Linked DNA regions of Mus musculus: region 2 is linked to region 1. A link is a contact called in public HiChIP or PLAC-seq data. All regions are on one chromosome and are shown on one strand. Each heading gives the region's core, a stretch centred on a gene start, on an enhancer-like site or on the middle of the called end of the contact. The rest is flanking DNA. Distances are from core to core; before and after follow the strand shown. Region 1 holds the start of Hspa14 (heat shock protein 14). Region 2 has its middle 7.8 kb from the start of Gm36031.

Region 1 (2,863 bases), core at 266-2,765:
CACTGTCCTCAGCCACACCAGAAGAGGGCATCAGACCCCATTACAGATTGTGAGCCACCATGTAGTTGCTGGGAATTGCACTCAGGACCTCTGGAAAAGCAGTCAGTGCTCTTAACCACTGAGCCATCTCTCCAGCCCTTTTTTGTTTATTAAAGTAGTTTCATACATCAATCTATAATGATTTCAAAATAGTTTGAAGTTCTATAATAAAATCCTGCTTGCCCAAGATGAGATCTTTAACTGAAATTATAACTGTTAAACCAGTATCTTTAGCTACAGAAATTTTAAATAACATCTAAACTTATTTTAAATTTCTAGAGGAAGGTTTGATAATTGCTGATAGAAAGCTGGACTCCAACTACTATTAATACTATTTACTTACAATAAGACTCAACTGCCCATTCCACATGAATCTTGTCTCCATTTTCTGTTCAGTACATCTGCTCTCAAGATGAGAAGATATATGTTTACATCACTTCAATAAAACAAGAAGTGCTACAGTGGTCCCAAAGGGACTATCAAAACTGTTCATCTTGGCTCTTGTTAACAGTCCTCTACAAAATACACTGTTTTTTTGTTTTGTTTTGTTTTTACAAAACCTAGGTACTATAACACCCTCAAAACCAGGTGGGATGGTGGAATTGAAGGTATGATCGCCAAGTCCACAGAAGAAAACAGGCGTCTATTTTATCGTTCTCTAGGAATTAATGTGCTCCTTTGTAAAGCAGCTTGTCTATAAAGTCCTAGTCAGCCGTACCCTTGTCTTTGATTTCAGCAACCCTAACGTATTGCCATGTTTTATTTACCTCCTAGGAATGGCAATTAGTTTGAACCTCAAAACATGTCTTCTGAGCAGAGAAGCAAGTCTCCTCGGTTAGGAGCAACAAAATCAAGTTGGCAGCGGAGACCATTTGCACAAAATCTAATACGAATCCTATTTCACTCCTTTTTCTGCGCCACCTTAATAATGACAGCAAAAGCAGAAGGGTGAAATGTTATTTACAGCTTGGGCCGGGAGAAGCTGCTTAGGCAATTGCTAGGCTGAGCGCGGTGTCGCCGCCATGCAAGCAGGTCACACACCGCTCACCTTCACAGTCAGCCCTCGGCCCCACACCGGCCTCCAGGCCCTGCGCCAGCACAGGGTTCGAGATACAAAACCCGGCGCAAAAGGTCACCAGAGCAGTTGGACTGATGCACCGCATGCTGAGCCTGGGACCCGGAACTACCCACACCTTCCTTACTGTAGTGGGGGCTGCCTCGTGAAGCCGGAAAGAGGCAGGAAACAAGTGACGCAATCTCACCAGGCGTTCCCATTGGCTCTGATGAACGGCGCTCAGGAGAGGGAGGAGCTAATGACCCTCTTCCGGGCCTTTCCGGCTTGAGCTTGAGCAGACCGGCGTTTACGCCGGGCTCCCAAGGAGCGCGGAGTGATGCGCTAAAACTATTGGCTAACCGTTCTGATGAAAGGCGGCATCCTTATGTTGATTGGCTGCGACTTGGGAGGCCGGCGCAGCAGACCGGACGCAGTAGGCGGGCGGGAACGTGAAGTCTCCGCAGTGCCTGATGGGCTTGTTCCGAGGAAGCTAGCTGAAGCTGCTGAAGGGTCCTTCGTTGAGCTGCCGTGGTCTCCGCCGCCTTATGGCGGCGATCGGCGTGCACCTGGGCTGCACATCAGCCTGTGTGGCTGTCTACAAGGTGAGCCTGGGAAGCTGTCTCCGGGTTCCGTGGCGGCCACCCTGTTTTCTGGGCTCCGGGTCATCGGCCCGGGAACCGTGCGTGCAAGCAAGTGGCAATGTTGCGGGTTCTCGGCTCTCCCTCCAAGGCCAAGCACGCTGTGTGGAGGGTGGATACAGAGAGCCGGATCTTGGATACTCCAGGGTATCCTGGACGTCTTGGCTGTTTGAGGAGTTTTAGGGACGAAAAGGCCTCAAGCATGCAGGGTGCACTTAGGAGACCGGGCCATAGGATGCCCAGAAGAGTTCAAAAGACGTCAGGGCTCCAGGATGCCTGGAGTCCTCGGGGCGGGGGACATCGTTCTTGTAAAGACGCCTAGAACAAACCTGGATGTCAGGACCCCCTGGATGCTAGAGAAGTCCTAGTGACAACTGACCGCAGAGTCCCTAAGAGGTCACGGTGACGTCACTGGTTCGGGGTTCCCGGAGGTGGGAGGTATTTGAATTTCTGAGCAACCAGAGCACTGTGTAACTGCCCTCGAGAGAAGGGTTCCTAGTTAAGAACTGACTCTTGCTGTACACACTTGATTCTAGAACTGAGAACTTAACAAGGAACTATAGCTTTTTCCTCCTCAATATCGATGGAGAAGGAACAATGTTAAGGAATTTAACCGATGCTATCTTCGGTTTTAAGTCTCATTCGATTTATCAGGAAAGTCCCAGGGGAGTAGCTACTTCGTTTGTAGGGAAGCAGGTGGAAAAGCTGTATTTGTGGGAGAGTCGTGTAATCATGCTTGCTAGGTATAGAATGTTGTATACATTTGATCCAGCTTACTGCACAGATCTAAACGGGAAAATGCATGGGCTAGAAGAAGCCTTTTATTAAACTATAAGAAACAAATAGTGGCAGTTAAAAGACCAGTTTATGAGGGACAATCTAAGAAAGAGAGACACTGCCAACCTAGTAAGGTTTTGCAAGGTGGAGTAGTCTGAGGACTGAACTCGGGTAGCCTTGTGCTTTTATTGATTGTTACGAAAAAAAGGCCTTTTGGCAAGTCAATTACTGAATACCAGAATGTCTTCTCTGATCTCGTTGTCTGAAGGACCCATTGCCTAAGCAATTATCAACCATTGCAAAAATTCCTGGTTTGCCAAGAATGTCTTGCTACTGAGGTTATGCAATTCCTCAG
Region 2 (2,863 bases), core at 266-2,765, 290 kb before region 1:
CATGAGATAAGTAGTCTCTAGCACAGTGTGGTGGTTTGAATATGCTTGGCCCATGGGAAGTGGCACTTTTAGGAAGAAGTGTATTACTATGGGGATGGACTTTGGGGACTCCTCCTATGCTAAGGCTCTGCCCAATGCAGAAGACAGTCTCTCCTGACTGCTTTCAAATCAAGACTCTCAGCTCCGTCTCCAGCACCACATCTACTTGGATGCTGCCATGCTTCCTGCAATGATGATAATGGATTGAACCTCTGAAACTGTAAGCCAACCCCAATTAAATATTTGCTTTCATAAGACTTGCCTTGGCCATAGTGTCTTTTCATAGCAACAAGACCCAAACTAAGACACACAGGTTCCTGTTGGCATAATGTTCTACCCCACCAGCTGGGAATCGAATAGAGCTGGGAACCCTAATCTGAGACATCTGAAACTGAACCAAAGCCACGCTTTCTCCTTGAAGATGTCCCTTGACGTTATTGTTATAGCTCCACGATTATAACAGGCATAAGGCTCATGTCCTGGGAAGCTATAACAATTATCCAATAAAACACTTAGCACAATGTCTAACCTGTGGTAAAGGTTGTCTACTACCATTTCAGAAACCCAGAAGTAGCTTGGTAGAGCAGACCAGTTTGAATAGGACCAAAGTTTCCATGATAGGCAGACTGGCCTTCAACGTAGTGACAAATTTGAAGTGAGGCCATCATAAGCGGAGATCTGTGTTTCAGGAAATGACTCTCATACAGTAAAAGAAGAGAGACAGCGGATGGGGGCAATCAGTCTCCCGTGAATCACTGCAAGGTATGGGTGTGTGGGGTGCCCCTCCCCATGCACCATCTGTTTCCTCTGCAGACTGACACTCCCCTTCCTCCTAAAAGCTCACTCGCTGGATGAATGAATGAGTAAATGAATGAGTAAAACTCATTCTTCCAAACAGATGGAGGCCATTTTATAGCCTGCCAGGAAAACTGAAGGTCAGGAAGCTCAGACGCTGTCCCCTGCCTCATAGTAAACAGCAGCCCTGAGATTCATACAGTGGACTCTTCTGGAGGCAGAAACTGGATACCACACGGACAGGTTTAAACAACACTTACTATTCATTCAGTAAATACCTCAGCCAGACAAGAGCAGAAAACTAGGGGCCTGGGGTGGTGAGGAGACGAAGACCAGTAAGGAAAATAATAACACCACCAACAAACTAACACACGTGGATTATTATTCTAGCTAAAAAATATTTTAAAAGTTCCACTGGATCCCAGTAGGTGGCAGCATCCGGCATCATTTTAAGGCCATTGCAAACAGGTTCAACCACCTGCGCTGAGGGTCTGTATGGGCTAGGTCCTAGCTAGGAGTCGGTTTTATTACTTTATTTAAGCCTCATTCACAATCACTTATAACGATAGGTATGAGCGTCCTAGGCTAAAGGATCAAACTCAGAGCTGCTGAGTCCTGATGTCAAAAGCCGGCACAGGGAGGGAGACCTAACGCTGCGCTGCGCTGTGTCCCTGGGAGAGCTCGCTTCCTACAAGCTACTTACTCTCATTCACCCCCTGCGCTGACTCCTTCTGGACCAAGTTGCCTGCTGTGTGTGCCTTGCTTCCTGACCCTCCACCTTCAGTGTGACTGGCCCAGTCCTCTGCGCACTGCTGAAAAACAACATTCACTAGACTTCCGGTTGGGCTTCGGTTGAGCATCTATTGTTTAACAGGAAATGAAGGGATGGAGCTGGAACTCAGTCATGGAGTTCTCACCCAACATGTGAGAAGCACAAGTTCAAGTTCCAATATTGCCAAAAAGGAAACTATTTATTGAGCAACTACTCATGCCAGGACTTTCATGAAAAACACCAACTTCCAGCCCCGACAGAATTCACCCCTCAAACATTCTCCTCTTGTTCTAGGTTCCTCTGGCTTCCCAAATGACTTTGCAAGGCATGGCCTGGCTCTGACCTGGCCTTAAAGCTTTCCTTCCTGTGCCAACAGGACTGTCCTGATTGACTGCTCCCACAAAATGAGGAGGGGTCAGCATGTCTCTGCCTTGAACCATGGCTTCGGTGTGCTTTCTCTAAGTGAGGGCACAGTGGAGTGTTAGCCCACAAAATGGTGCTTGAAGTTCTTAAGGCCAATGTGGACAGACTTTCAGAAGAGGAATCTGGAGACAGACATCTGAGTTTAAGATCATACAAGTTACTGCTGGATCTGTAATCTGTTGGTGACATGGGCTCTGCAGTCCTTCATGGCATAGGATTCCGGTGACAGAGCCCTGCCTAGCTTGAACAGCATAGAAACAAAACATAGATAAATACGAGAATGGTAACTACTTATGCTTATTAACCACCTCACACATAACCCGGGGAGGCGAACACTGCTCCGTCTACCCCAGTGAAGTCTGCTTGGCAGGCCGAGAGGCCTGGGAGCACTCACGAGGCAGGGAGTTTCAAGGAAACTCAACCTCCTGGAACCTTGGCATTCTCATAACCCGTGTACTCATACCCTATCCCCGTGTTAGTCTGATGTATGGATCCATGTGCTCTCTTTCAGTATTATCTTATTATAAGTGCCTTTAAAGATTGAATTCTGACATAGGTAAGCCTCCACCAGTGTTCCAACGTCCTAGAAAATCCTTGAAGCCAACGAACTAACGAGCTTGGAATTCAGTAGGAATTCAGTGAAAAGGTTACCTATTCAGTAACATTCAAATTTACTTCTAGTAGAGATTTGAAAGTAGGCATTACAAAGAAGAAGCTAGAATAGCTCAGGGCTGGTCTGCAGAGTGATTACTTAGGACAGTAGCCAGTCTCACCCAAACAAGGGAATACACAATGACCTAGCTAATAGGTGGGTTTACCATGTAAGAGGTAGGG

Evidence for each region. HiChIP or PLAC-seq counts read pairs in DNA pulled down with a chosen protein or histone mark.
Region 2: a contact with region 1 is called in an H3K27ac HiChIP or PLAC-seq map of double positive thymocytes, with 5 times the contacts expected there. The contact joins the enhancer-like site here to the promoter of Hspa14 in region 1. A contact is called at or near these places in 26 of 39 promoter capture datasets (the 3T3-L1 cell line, 3T3-L1-derived adipocytes, the C10 cell line and 17 more), 3 of 15 datasets of contacts at CTCF or cohesin (CD8 T cells, large pre-B cells and stem cell-derived epiblast-like cells), 14 of 484 Hi-C or Micro-C datasets (B cells, CD4 T cells, CD8 T cells and 10 more), 31 of 115 datasets of contacts at active chromatin or transcription factors (the 230-238 cell line, the SCID.adh cell line, SST interneurons and 25 more) and 5 of 9 other capture datasets (adipose tissue, bone marrow-derived macrophages, embryonic stem cells and 2 more).

What each region holds. Positions count from the first base shown.
Region 1 is chr2:3,511,466-3,514,328 of GRCm38.p6, reverse strand. It overlaps Hspa14 (heat shock protein 14), which reads left to right and starts at 1,515. Exons shown (of 14, transcript NM_015765.2): 1 at 1,515-1,695. The coding sequence starts at 1,639. It overlaps Cdnf (cerebral dopamine neurotrophic factor), which reads right to left and starts at 1,264. Exons shown (of 4, transcript NM_177647.4): 1 at 1,088-1,264. The coding sequence starts at 1,202.
Region 2 is chr2:3,798,618-3,801,480 of GRCm38.p6, reverse strand. No RefSeq gene overlaps it. Among named protein-coding and RNA genes, the nearest start is that of Gm36031, 7.8 kb to the left of the region's middle. Within about 2 kb of position 1,515, at least 59 of the 459 cell types and tissues checked have an H3K27ac peak or open chromatin away from gene starts, as enhancers often do. A contact at or near this core is called in B cells, CD8 T cells, the SCID.adh cell line and 13 more, where this site is marked.